2 separate regions of the Bos taurus genome follow, and region 2 is linked to region 1. Evidence: chromatin contacts called from public Hi-C data. All regions are on one chromosome and are shown on one strand. Each heading gives the region's core, a stretch centred on a gene start, on an enhancer-like site or on the middle of the called end of the contact. The rest is flanking DNA. Distances are from core to core; before and after follow the strand shown.

What was found. A called contact is a pair of places that touch in the nucleus more often than the background predicts.
Region 2: a contact with region 1 is called in a Hi-C map of skeletal muscle, with 2.9 times the contacts expected there. The contact joins the enhancer-like site here to the promoter of UTP14A in region 1. A contact is called at or near these places in 2 of 11 Hi-C or Micro-C datasets (liver and skeletal muscle).

Annotation. Positions count from the first base shown.
Region 1 is chrX:13,917,614-13,923,885 of ARS-UCD2.0, reverse strand. It overlaps UTP14A (UTP14A small subunit processome component), which reads right to left and starts at 3,050. Exons shown (of 15, transcript NM_001034241.2): 1 at 2,982-3,050; 2 at 1,968-2,046; 3 at 1,061-1,131; 4 at 521-585. The coding sequence starts at 3,007.
Region 2 is chrX:14,037,721-14,043,884 of ARS-UCD2.0, reverse strand. It overlaps BCORL1 (BCL6 corepressor like 1), which reads right to left. Exons shown (of 15, transcript XM_005227504.5): 15 at 5,919-6,164. It also overlaps a transcript of ELF4 not described here. Among named protein-coding and RNA genes, the nearest start is that of ELF4, 15 kb to the left of the region's middle. Within about 2 kb of position 2,719, at least 32 of the 102 cell types and tissues checked have an H3K27ac peak or open chromatin away from gene starts, as enhancers often do. A contact at or near this core is called in liver and skeletal muscle, where this site is marked.

The DNA.
Region 1 (6,272 bases), core at 1,801-4,300:
GAGGTACAGTATTTGCTGAATGGGTAAGCCTGGGAGAATACATTGTTACCAGTGCTGAAAGGTTACATTAATGATTACTAGAAGTGCCTAACTCATTCAGGTTGCCTAAGTTGTGAATACAGTGGGAAATATTTGGCACCTAGACTCAGTGTCAAGTGAAAATCTCAACTCTGTTATTTATTAGATCATATATTCTCAATTGGGGTGATACCATTTCCCCACCTAGGGGTAAAAATTGGTTCTTGGGTGAGCGTGCATAAGGGAAAAAAAAACCTTAGATACAGTTAGCTCATTAAGCTCTATGGCAGATCTTGACTGTGGCCTTTTCATTTTCTTTTAGAAATGGAAGAAATTCAAGAGCATCCGATTACCCTTCTTCATTCACTCATGGGTAAGTATGTATGGTATGATTCACTAACCACATCAAAAATAGTTGGAAAGAGGGCACCAAGGGGAAGTAGACCATTATGCTTTTGGAATTCCACAAGGTCCATGCAGACAGTTTCCTTTGTTAACTTACCTTCAGAACTTACACTGAACTCTGACACCTTCAGACTAGCCTCAGACCTATCAGCCAATTTCTGCCTGAAATTAAGCAAAACAGAATACATAGAGAATGGATACAGTCTGCTGGGGAACAAACACCTCTCTTCAAACAATGCTTTCGTTTCATATTTATTCTAGAATTAGGTTTTGTCACAAAATAACCAGGAAATCTATTCCTAAGCTGGACCCAGTAGTTTAACCATCTCTTAATGAAAACAGCCTCTCAAAAACACAAGGCAATGCAAGGCAGGCATAGTGAAAAAGGTATTGGACTTGGATTCAAACATGTCTGGATATGAATACCCTATCTGCCACTTATTCGAGTGACTTTGGGACATGTCAATCTTATTTTCTATTTGAAGAAGCCGATGTGCAGAGGATTTACCTACAGTCTCCAAAGTACATGCTCTTAAGAATGATGCTGAAAAATGTTGTCTTCGGCACTGAATGTTAGCTGCAGATAAGTCCCATGGAATCAGCTAGTTAGAAATGTCCATATTGAAGGGAATGTTACCTATCCTTTCCATTAAGTGAACTGATTGATTCCAGAAGCTTCTGATGCTTTCTTTCTTCATCTTTGTCCCCCTGGAAACAGAAAAAGGAAGAACCATCAGATTGATGAGGGGAGGGAAAAGACAGTATGGAAATTGAGGCCCATTTAAAATCTCCCATTCTTTTGGTCAGTGGAGAACTGGGAAATCAGATGAGGTCTGGCGTGCAGGCATTCCAGCTCAAACAGGAAGAACTGCTTCAAAAACCGAAATTTCCCAACTGTAAGGAATATAGATCCTAAGTAACCAGGAGCTAATGCCATGCTTCTGTCTTAACTGGTTTTAAGAAAAGTGCCATGAGAATAATATTTCTGTATAGAATATATAGTGTAATCTGACATGGGAACCTTGACATAAAAAAGCCAATCTAAGTAGTTTTCTCAAGAGAATAAAGAGCTGGAATTCCTATAGCAGCTGCCCAGCTTAATTATGCATGTGTATATTTCAGTCAGAAAATCAAGTAACTCTCTATGGAAATCCAAACTTGGAAACAGGGAAATCATATGGCACACACACTCCAAGTGGCACCACTGAGCCCCCTCCCCAGACACTACACTTAGCATCTCAGCATCAAGCTGCCATAGCTTTAGGCAGCTTTAACTGTGTTTGTGAGCATCTATGCTTTATCTTGATTTATTTTGTGTTTTAATTAGCAGGGCATGTCCTAAGGTAATCACTTCTTTGCTTTATGCCATTTGGCTTAGGTTTAGTAGGAATGCTCTAATTTGGAAAATTGTAACTAATTTATTTGTGAGACCTGAACAAGTATAAACAATGTTGCCACCCCTTTTCCTTCCATGAAGTGTGCCCTTTACCCTAATTTTGAAACAGAAGGGAACTGGAGAAGGCAGTTTGGCAGGTGTCACTCACCTCATCTTCACTAGTGCTCAAGGGGTAGTCTTTTGGCAAATCCTCTAGTTCTTTCTGTTGGTTCGAAGCCAGAAGGTTGCTAAAGGAGATAAAAGAGAAATACTATCACTTGAAGGAATTTTTCTTATATTGAAATGATCTCTAAAACATAACTTCAGTTCTCAGTACAGAATAGTCTTATCCCCTGGAAGAGGTGCAAACCAAGTAGTATTGAGCATCTTTGGAAGTTTTCCAAGACATCAAATCTGGACTGCAGAAGGCAGGCATCACCTGTTAAAAGGTGAGCAGTGTTAGTAATACCCATACAGAACTGCATGAAAATGGAAAGATCTAACACTCTTCAGTGACTGATTAGCACTGCATTTCCCACGGACCTCTGGGAGGCTATAAAAATGTCAGACCCTAGGTAAGGTGGCAGAAGATGCTGTTGCTGCCCCTTGAGGCAAGGCAACTTCACCATTAATATTTCTAAGCATCCGCCACATGGAAGACACCTGTATAGGTGCTGCTTACTCAAAAGTGACATCTTGATCACTTGTTCTCCGAAATCGAAAAACAGGGAATTGGAAGAAAGCCGCTGGAGCTTGCTCAGCAAAGCAGGCACTTTAATTAAAATGTCGTGGATGACTCCAATTAACAAAGGTTTCCAAGATAAGGCGAGTTTATAACAAAGTCACTGCCTGCGCAGTAGGCGGAAACGCTCCGCACCAGCGGCATCAAAAGGAGTCACGTGATGAGGAAAGTGCTACATATTAACTTCTCTGGAGCGGGAGAAACCGCAACAGGATCAACAGGGATGAGACTAAGAAGATGGAGAGCGGAGGGGGCGAATTAAATTAATAGGGCTTTAAAGGATGGATCATGGAAACAGTAACGAATGGTGAGATCCTGGGAGGGGAACAACTGTCGCCAGCTAAAAGATGGCCTCTGTTTCTCAAGAGCCGGGAAAACCGACCCCCAGCGAGGCTCAGACCCTGCCCTCCCCCCTCCCCGCCCCGGATCGCTACCCCTCACCTCTCCGCAGCCTGGTTCGCGTTCATCTCAGCAGCCTGTCTCACATGGACCAGGAGCGGAAGTCGAAAGGAAAGATTTCCGTACCGGCCGCAAAGCAATTTAGGCTTCCGCCAATCACGCGCGACTAGTGGCGTCACTTCCGGCCCGCCCCGAGGTGTGCAAGGAACTAAGCAGTTTGGGAGGCGCCCGCGGGGAATCGGGAGTCTGGAGGAAAAATCCTGTCAGCGGGTGGAGCTCTGCTCTCCCCACCCACCTCTCAGCTCTTTGACGCGTCCGCGTCCTTCTTCCCTGGCCCGGGTTTCCAGGCGGCCCGGGCGGGTGAGGTTAGCAGGAGTGTGCCTCGCTGTCGGGGACCTGGCTGAGCCTTCGTGGCTCTGCCTGATCCAAAAGGAGAGGCTCCAGCGTCTGTCGGTGATCGACAGCGTCCTGCGAGCCTGCCGCCAGCCAGCTCGAGGCGTTATTGACCGCCGGGGAAGTGGCCAGCATTGTGCTAAGGTCCTGGCGATCCGCCGGTGGACAACAAAGCAAGTTTCCTGCCCTCTTAAGGAAAAAATCCTTTGTCACCCCGCGCCCCCTTGTAATTGCAGCTCTGGGTTCCTACTTCCTACATAACAAAGTTTCATTCAAGAATGGGCTGTGTCTGTGACTGCAACTTCCTCCTCTCCCGTCAACCTTTAAGAATTTTTCTTTAATTAAAAGTAGAAAAGTAATACACGGAAAAAGACACTTATTTTTCGAAGCCACTCCCATTTTGTTTTCACCCCCACCGTTCCGCTGAAACTATTCTGGACAAGATCATCTTGTTACTAAATAAAAGGGACACTTCTCGGTCTTTGTCTTCCCAGAAGTCTGTGGTATTAGATACTGTTGGTTTGTGTTCTTAGGGATATTCAGGGAATGTTTTTGAGTAACTACTGTATGCCAGGCCCCTTGGCACTGGCGATACACTGGTGAATAAAACAAACATGTTCCATGGCCTTATACAACCTACTTTCTACTGGGGTTAAAGACAATTTTGTCATGGTTGCAACTCCATCCTGGGCTCCCGTGACTCCACTCTCCTGGTATCTTAGCTTTATGACCATTTCCCAACGTCTTCTCTGCTGGATACCGTTTATGTACGAACTCCCTAAATGATGATGTTCCTTAGGTTCTGTACTCGGTGCTCTTTGTTTATACCATGTGCTCTTAAGCCTTTAACACTTGTATCAGTTCAGTCCCTCTGTCCTGTCTGACTCTTTGTGACCCCATGGACTGCAGCAGGACAGGCTTCCCTGTCCATCACCAACTCCCAGAGCTTGCTCAAAGTCATGTCCATCAGGTCGGTGATGCCATCCAACCATCTCATCCTCTGTTGTCCCTTTCTCTTCCTGCCTTCAATCTTTCCCAGCATCAGGGTCTTTTTCCAGTGAGTTCCTTCTTTACATCAGGTGGTCAAAGTATTGGAGTTTCAGCTTCAGCATCAGTGCTTCAGTGAATGTTCAGGACTGATTTCCTTTAGGATTGACTGGTTTGATCTCCTTGCTGTCCAAGGGACTCTGAAGAGTCTTCTCCAGCACCACAGTTCAAAAGCAGAAGTTCTTTGGTACGCAGCTTTCTTTATGGTCCAACTCTCACATCCATACATGACTACTGGGAAAAACAATAGCTTTGACTAGATGGACCTTTGTCGGTAAAGTAATGTTTCTGCTTTTTAATATGCTGTCTAGGTTTGTCATAGCATTTCTTCCATGTACCTGGAAGATGGAAAGACTACCCACTCCAGTGTTCTGGCCTGGAGAATTCCATGGACTACAGTCCATGGTGTCGCAGAGTTGGACACGACTGTGACTTTTACTTCTTCCAAGGAGCAAGCATCTTTTAATTTTATGGCTGTAGCCACCATCTGCAGTGATTTTGGAGCCCAAGAAAATAAAGTCTGTAACTGTTTCCATTGTTTCCCATCTATTTGCCATGAAGTGATGGGACTGGATGCCATGATCTTAATTTTTTGAATGTTGAGTTTTAAACTGGCTTTTTCACTTTCCTCTTTCACTTTCATCAAGAGGCTCTTTAGTTGCTTTTTGTTTTCTGCCATAATGGTGGTTATCATCTACATGTCTGAGATTATTGATATTTCTCCCTGCAATCTTGATTCCAGCTTGTGCTTCATCCAGTCCAGCATTTCGCATGATGTACTCTGCATTTAGGTTAAATAAGCAAGATGACAATATACAGCCTTGACATACTCCTTTCCCAATTTGGAACTAGTCCACTGTTCCATGTCCAGTTCTAACTGTTGCTTCTTGATCTCCTGCACCTCAGGAGGCAGGTAAGGTGGTCTGGTATTCCCATCTCTTTAAGTATTTTCCACAGTTTGTTGTGATCCACACAGTCAAAGGCTTTCGTGTAGTCAATGAAACAGAAGAAGATGTTTTTCTGGAATTCTCTTGCTTTTTCTATGATCCAGAAGATGTTGGCAATTTGATCTCTGATTCCTCTGCCTTTTCTAAATCCAGCTTGAACATCTGTAAGTTCTCAGTTCACATACTGTTGAAGCCTAGCTTGGAGAATTTTGAGCATTACTTTGCTAGTGTGTGAGATGAGTGCAATTGTGTGGTAGTTTGAACTTTCTTTGGCATTGTTTTTCTTTGGGATTGGAATGAAAACTGACCTTTTCCAGTCCTGTGGCCACTGCTGAGTTTTCCAAATTTGCTGGCATATTGAGTATAGCACTTTAACAACATCATCTTTCAGGATTTGAAATAGCTCAACTGGAATTCCATCACCTCCACTAGCTTTGTTCATAGTGATGCTTCATATGAGGACTTGTATCAGCACTTGTATCAGACTCCAAAAATCTACATTTCTAGCCCAGATCTCTTTTTTGAACTCCAGACTAGTATCTTAGATTGCAATCTGGCAATTATTTTTGTTCCTCAGGCACATCAACTGTGAAGTATATGGTGATTTCTCTCTTTTCCATCAGAATTTTGTATTTCCCATCTCTATGACTGGCACCATCAACTGTCTAGTTAGGCAAGTCAGAAATCTGAGTCACCTTACATTCTTCTCTCCCTGATGATTACAGTGATTCCCTCTCATTGCCAGTTCTGCTTCCTAAATCTCTCTCATGCACCTCACCACCTTTCTGCCATTGGAAATCTAGACATTGCCATTGTGTCAGACCCTTGCAATGTCAAGCCTGTGGTATTGCTGTAATCTATTGTAGAAAAGGGGAGCTTAAATCATACTGATGAAGAGCATGGGTTTTGAACTAGACTCTGTGTTTGAATCTTATCTCTGCTGCTT
Region 2 (6,164 bases), core at 1,470-3,969, 120 kb before region 1:
TGAAAACAACTTTACACAAAGGTGCCACATGGGTTAGGAGTGGCCCTGCCTCCTCACCTGAACCCCATAGAACTCTTCATCTGAAGTCACTGATACCCTGGAGATGATGTCAAATTTCTTCTTCATAGTTCTTGGCCCCTTGTAAGTCCTCACAGCACATGACACTACTTCCCCTTCCTCTGTCACCCTCTCTGTGCCCTTTCTAGATCCACATCTACATTCACTGTGGGCACCCCACGAGCCTCAGCCATCCTCCTGGCTCCAGTGAGGCTCTTCAGGTTGGGTATGGAATCTAGAGGCCCAGCCCCTACTCTTCTCAGCTTCTGGCTCACATTTCTCCTGGATAGTTCTACCTAGATGATTGTCAGACCCTCAAAGATTGTCCCTCTATCAAAAATGGATTTTTGGAAGTCTTCCAACACACAAAACCATTCCAGACAAAAAGGCTGTCATGACTTGCCTATTTCTGTTATTGTCCTGACCTTCTAAGCTTGACATTTCAGAGCCATCTGCTGGCCACTTCACTTGACCCTGACCCTTACTCGTTGCCTCAAGTCCGGTGTGGTTTGCCATGTCTCTCCAATCCAGCCATTCTTCCACACTTGAAGAGAGCCTCCAGCCTTGTTCAGCCTCCCCCAGAGCTTATCCCCTTCCCTGGACATATCAGCAGTCCCCCAGTGTGATCTGAGTCACCCCCTCCAACCTGCCAGGGCACCAGCTCTATTCTTCCTCTGCCAAAAAGTCTCCTGGGGCTTCTCACTGCCTACAAATGGGGGTAATACTCAAAATCCTTAACTTCCAATCTGTTCTTAGTGGCTGGGCATTAACCCTTTATTGTCTGACTCACAAGGCAATCCAGGGGTCCTGGAGGAGGGATTTGGGAGCACTTGATGGCTCAGGGCAGTTGTTCCAGGAGTATTTTGCACTTTACCATCACGTCCTAGCCTACTTCCCCATTCACCTCCCACTGCTCCCCTGACCCCTTGTATTGCTCCAGTCAAACGGATGGATTCACTAACCTTTGCACCTGCTTCTGTTGGAGTTGCCTCCCTCTGTACTTTTACTTTTCTTGCTTCTGCTCAACCACAATGCTCTTCCCACCCCGCTGCTGCTGCTGCTGCTAAGTCACTTCAGTCATGTCCAGTTAAGCTTATGCGACCCCATGGACTGCAGCCTACCAGGCTCCTCCATCCATGGGATTTTCCAGGCAAGAGTACTGGAGTGGGGTGCCATTGCCTTCTCCGTCCCACCCCGCTAGTACTCATCAAATTATACCCATCCTTCAAGGCTCAGTTCATAGACACTGCCTCCCCAGACCAGCCTACCCTTAAGTGAGTTCATTCGAAATATGTTGCAAGTGCCATTCTTTGGTAACTGACTGTGAGCAGCCTGTGACATCGCCTCTATAATAATGACAAACTGTTACTTAAATCTTCAATGGCCTGGACTTATGTAGTCTCCCCAGTTAGTGTGTTACCTTCTGAGGGGAGTGGGACTGTCGCCCGTAGCAGGGCACACTACGAAGCATCTAGTGAGCGTCAACGGACGGTTACTGATTGAGCTGGGGAGAGAGGGGGACCAAAGTGAGGTAGGTGACCTCCGACCTCCCCTCTGCACAGACACTCACCCCGGGTGCTCCACTGCCCAGGGCCGGCCCTCCCTGGCTCAGTGCCCTCATGGTACCCCCACCCCACCCCTGGCCTTAGCACCCAAGAGTTGTTACTACTTTGAACATCCCCTGCCTCTCAAGAAACTTCCCTGTCCAGTTTCTTTCCTATTCAAAGTGTTAAATTAGCTAAGCTGATAAACTAACCTGTGCTGATGTAGTTATGGGAGAGGGCTAGAGGAGAGCCTCAGGAGAAAGGTTCATTTCAACCAGGGTCGTGGAGCAACAGCACCCCTGCCTTTGCAATAGTCTGATGGAGTCAAGAGACTGGCTCCTCACCCCCAACAGCTGATGCATTACTCCCTCCTCTGAGCTCCCACAGCACTTTGTATATACCTCTTATTGTAGCACTTAGCACATGGTAGCGCCTTAGCTATGTGTTTATGTATGTTTCCCCTCCAATAGACTGTGAGCTCCTCAAGGACAGGGACTGTGTGTTAGTCACTGATGTATCCCCAGCGCCTAGCACAGTGCCTGGCACACAGTAGGTGCTCAATAAATGTTTATTAAAAGAATGAATGGGTCCTGTTTCTAATCATGAGATTCCAGTGCTATACTAAGGCAGGCCAGAGAGGCCGGGAAAGGACACCCACACGGGGCCTCCCACGGCTTTCGACCCCTCATAGAGCATGGCAGGCAGCTGCCTCCCTTGCCCATGTCTGCGGCCACCCCAGGACAACAGGAGCCCAAGGCTGCTTCCAGCAGTGCCTTGCTGTCACTAGGTGCCCGGGGCGGCTCTGAACTGCCCTTCGCTGCTGCCTTCTTCCTGGGACAGACTCATCGCTATTTCCTCATACCTGGGTGGAAATGTCACTTGAGTGGTGGAAATGTCAGCCCCGGTAGGAGGGACAGAACAAGAAGTGATTCTCACGATCGTCGTTCCTCTGACCCCATCATGTATTTTTAAAGAGGCGGTTGCCTCCGGCTCCAAAGCCGCTGGATCCGAAGTGAGTGAACTCATTCCCCAGCCATCCCAGGCCAGGGAGGCCAACGCGGTCGGTCCTTTGAGAGCCTCGGCCTCGGCACGCCAGGCGCGCGGCCGGAGTCCAGCAGGTGGCGCTATGGAGCCAGCGCAGGCGGGCGTGTGGCCCAGCGGAGCCCGGGAAGGGAGAGGCGGTCAGGGCGGGGCCTGCCGCTCCCGGCGGATGCGGCCGCAGCCGGCATCTTCCTGTCCCTCTATCCTGACTCTGCGCCCCAAACTGTCCCTGGGCGGCTCTGGTTCCCAAGCAGGCCTTCCATTTCTCGGGAGCTTGGAACTTTCCCCTCAGCCCCCTCCCCCTCCACGTTCCAGGGGGAATTTAACAGTCGAATAGCCTCTCCCCATTGGCCGGTCGCGCCCTGGCCCCGCCCCCGTCGCCCCCTACCCGTAGCCTCCAGGACCAGCAGGTGAGCACGCGGCGGGCCTGGCCTCGGTTGCCGGCCTGCACTCTCTCCCGGGTGGCGGGAGTGAGCCCGGGCCGCAGCCACCAGCCGCAGGGCTCCCGGCCTGGCCCACCTCCCACCGCAGCCTGCCTTTAGCTACAGATACACGCAGCGCCGCTTTCAACCTTGAAATCGGAGAGCAATTGAGGCGCCCGCGACAGCCTTCTGCCCGCGGAGGGCCCCAACCGCCCGTGGCGAGACTCTGAGCTACGGGGGACCAGCGCGCGGCCCGGGAGGCATCCGAGCCCGGTTGCCCAACGCTGCGGCTTGCCAGTCCGCCTCACCGGGGAAACCCGTGGTCCAGGGGAACACGTGGAACCCGCCCCGCCCCGCCCCATGGCGGGGTCCAGAAGGCCCGAGCACTTGGCGCCTCCCGCTGGCTGCTAAGCAGACTGCCCTTGGGGCGGACTCCGTCCTCCCTAAACACATACACGCACTTGTCTTAGCAGGGAACGTGAAAGTGAAGTCGCTCAGTCGTGTCCGACTCTTTGTGACCCCATGGACTGTAGCCTACCAGGCTCCTCCGCCCATGGGATTTTCCAGGCAAGAATACTGGAGTGGGTTGCCATTTCCTTCTCCAGATCTTCCCGACGCAGGGATTGAACCCGGGTCTCCCGCATTGTAGGCAGACGCTTTACCGTCTGAGCCACCAGAGCAGGAATGGGACACAATAAAATGCCCAGCAGTCTTCCCCGTCGTGGGTTAAAGTATGCAAGGGGCAGGAGTTTGCCGCCCAATTCGCCGCCCTCCCGCAACCCAAATAGGGCTGCAGTGAAAGCGGATCGTCCTTTCTCGGAGTATGGAGACTCCGAGAGCCTCCCTCTGAACCCAGCACCTCAAAGAGAAGCACTCTGGTAAGACCATCAACTGTAGGCTTGCGACCTCAGCATGTCGGAGGAACTAACTTCAGCTAAACAGCCATGGTTACTCAGTATGTTTCTCTTCCATTGGCGGTTAATTGGGCCCCATTTGGCAGATGGAATAATGAAGGCTCGAAATACTAGGTTCTCTCTCACCCGCTATAAGCCTAGGTGGGAAGTGGTGGGCTAGCTCTTTCCCTGAGACCGCACTGAAAAGGATTAGATCATTTAATAAGAGGTGATCGTCCTCTCCCCAGTCCGAACCCGGGAATGCAAACTCATCTCCTGCTTTATGGGATTCACCCCCCATTCCTCCATTTTTGGTCTTCCCACTCTGGCAGAAGAGCAGTGAGAAGGCTCCAGGAAAGGTGTGGAGAAGGGAGCCCAAAAGCAAGGAAATATGAAACTGCTGTTTGGTGTGGCTTTCAACTCACTTCCTTTCTCCAGAGAAATAAAGGGGTGTGTGCAAGCCCACACACTCAAACGCCCAGGGCTGTCCAGGAGTCGCAAAGGACCATCACCTATTCCTTTGCAATCACTCTGACTTTGCCCACTGCATCTCCATCCTGCTCTAAATGGAAATCCTTATACCCCTAAAGCTCTCCCTTCATCCTTTGTTCTGAATCAGGCAATCACCTTTTCCCCTCCCTCTGCCTGTCCTACCTCCAACATATTTTACCAATGTATTAAAAGAAAAAGGAAAAACCTCTGTCACTACCTGGTTTAGAGTTCTCATGGTTCCCCATCACCTCAGGCAAAAGTCAAAGCCATACTCCTTGGCATGGCTGGCAGGGCTCCTACACTCTCCTTCCCCACCTGTACCTTCCAGCTGCAGTGAGACTGGAGTTGTAGTTTCCTGCACATACTACCCTTCTTCTTTGTCTCCAAGCCTGTGCTCAGATGTCCCCTTAGTTCAAGGGTTCCTCCCTGCCACCCCAATTCCCATTTTGCTACTTGTCAATTAGGCATTACTTCTGACCACCTCTGTGCCCTAGCCCATCCAGCTGAGCTCCCAAAGCATCCTGGGCTTAGCTGGATCCTCGCATTCACCACGTGGCCTCAGGTGTTGTTTGGGAAGCCTCGAGGCCTCAGGATCAGGAGGTGGGGAATGAAAGCCAATTGGGAGGATTAATGCTGCTCCTCCATCTGAGCAACTCAGGGGTCACTCCTGGGGCAGGATGGCTGGATTCCTGTTGGCCAGACAGACAGACCCCCTGGCTGGTACATGACATGGCTCTCCAGACACGGCAGCCACAGTGAGAGATCCCAAGAGCATAGCTTACAAGGGCCTCATCCCAGACCTACAGACATCCCCTTCCCTTCAAACAGTAACAGGCTCATTCTGGAGCCAGCAGTCACAAGTCACAATCATACTTTCTACTGCTGGTTTTCAGAAGAAGGGAGAAAAGTTGTAAAGTCTAGGATGGGCATCTTGCCTCCAAAGCTGGTGGGTCTTAGGAAAGCAGAACCATGGAAGGTCTGCACTATGTAGGGGGGCAGAGGGGACACCGGCAAGACAGTGAGGGCAGTGAGTAACAAGACCATGAAGTCTGCTGCTCACACAGGGCAGGAAACAGTGCTGGCAGGCAGGTGATTTCCTTGAGTTAGAGGATCATCCCTCACAGCCACCTCAAAGAGGGCCCCTCCCTCTGACCACACTCCTCTGGGGATTGAGCGATGTGTGCACATGTGCAGGGGCACCCCTACGCAGCCTACCAAACTGACGCAGGTACTCACTTCTCCCCAGGATTTGTACCTGCCTTTCCTTTCCAAATCTTGCCAAGGTGACCCAAATCCTCACTGGTCACTCTACCTGCTCTCAGTTGCTGTGCTGATAAGGACCCCAAACTGCAAAGCAGGGTGAGGGCTTCCCTCACTGACTTCATAAGGATACCCATCTTTTTTTAACTACAGAAAAGCCAATACGGGGAGCAGAGAAAAGAGACAGGAGACAGAAGCCCTGACACAGGTTTTTCAGTATGCAAGTGTTTTTGACTCCACAGCCAGTTGCTTAAAATGAAACATAAAGGGCAGCCAAAATACACACCCAAATGCAAAAAAGTAAAGGCAAACATAAAATAAACCACACAATACCATGAACCCCAACAAAACCAGAAAATTAAACCCAAAAAACCCCTCAACTTTATATATATATATATATATATATTTTTTTTTTTTTTTAAAAAGGGAGAACAACTGTTCAAAACCAACTGGGC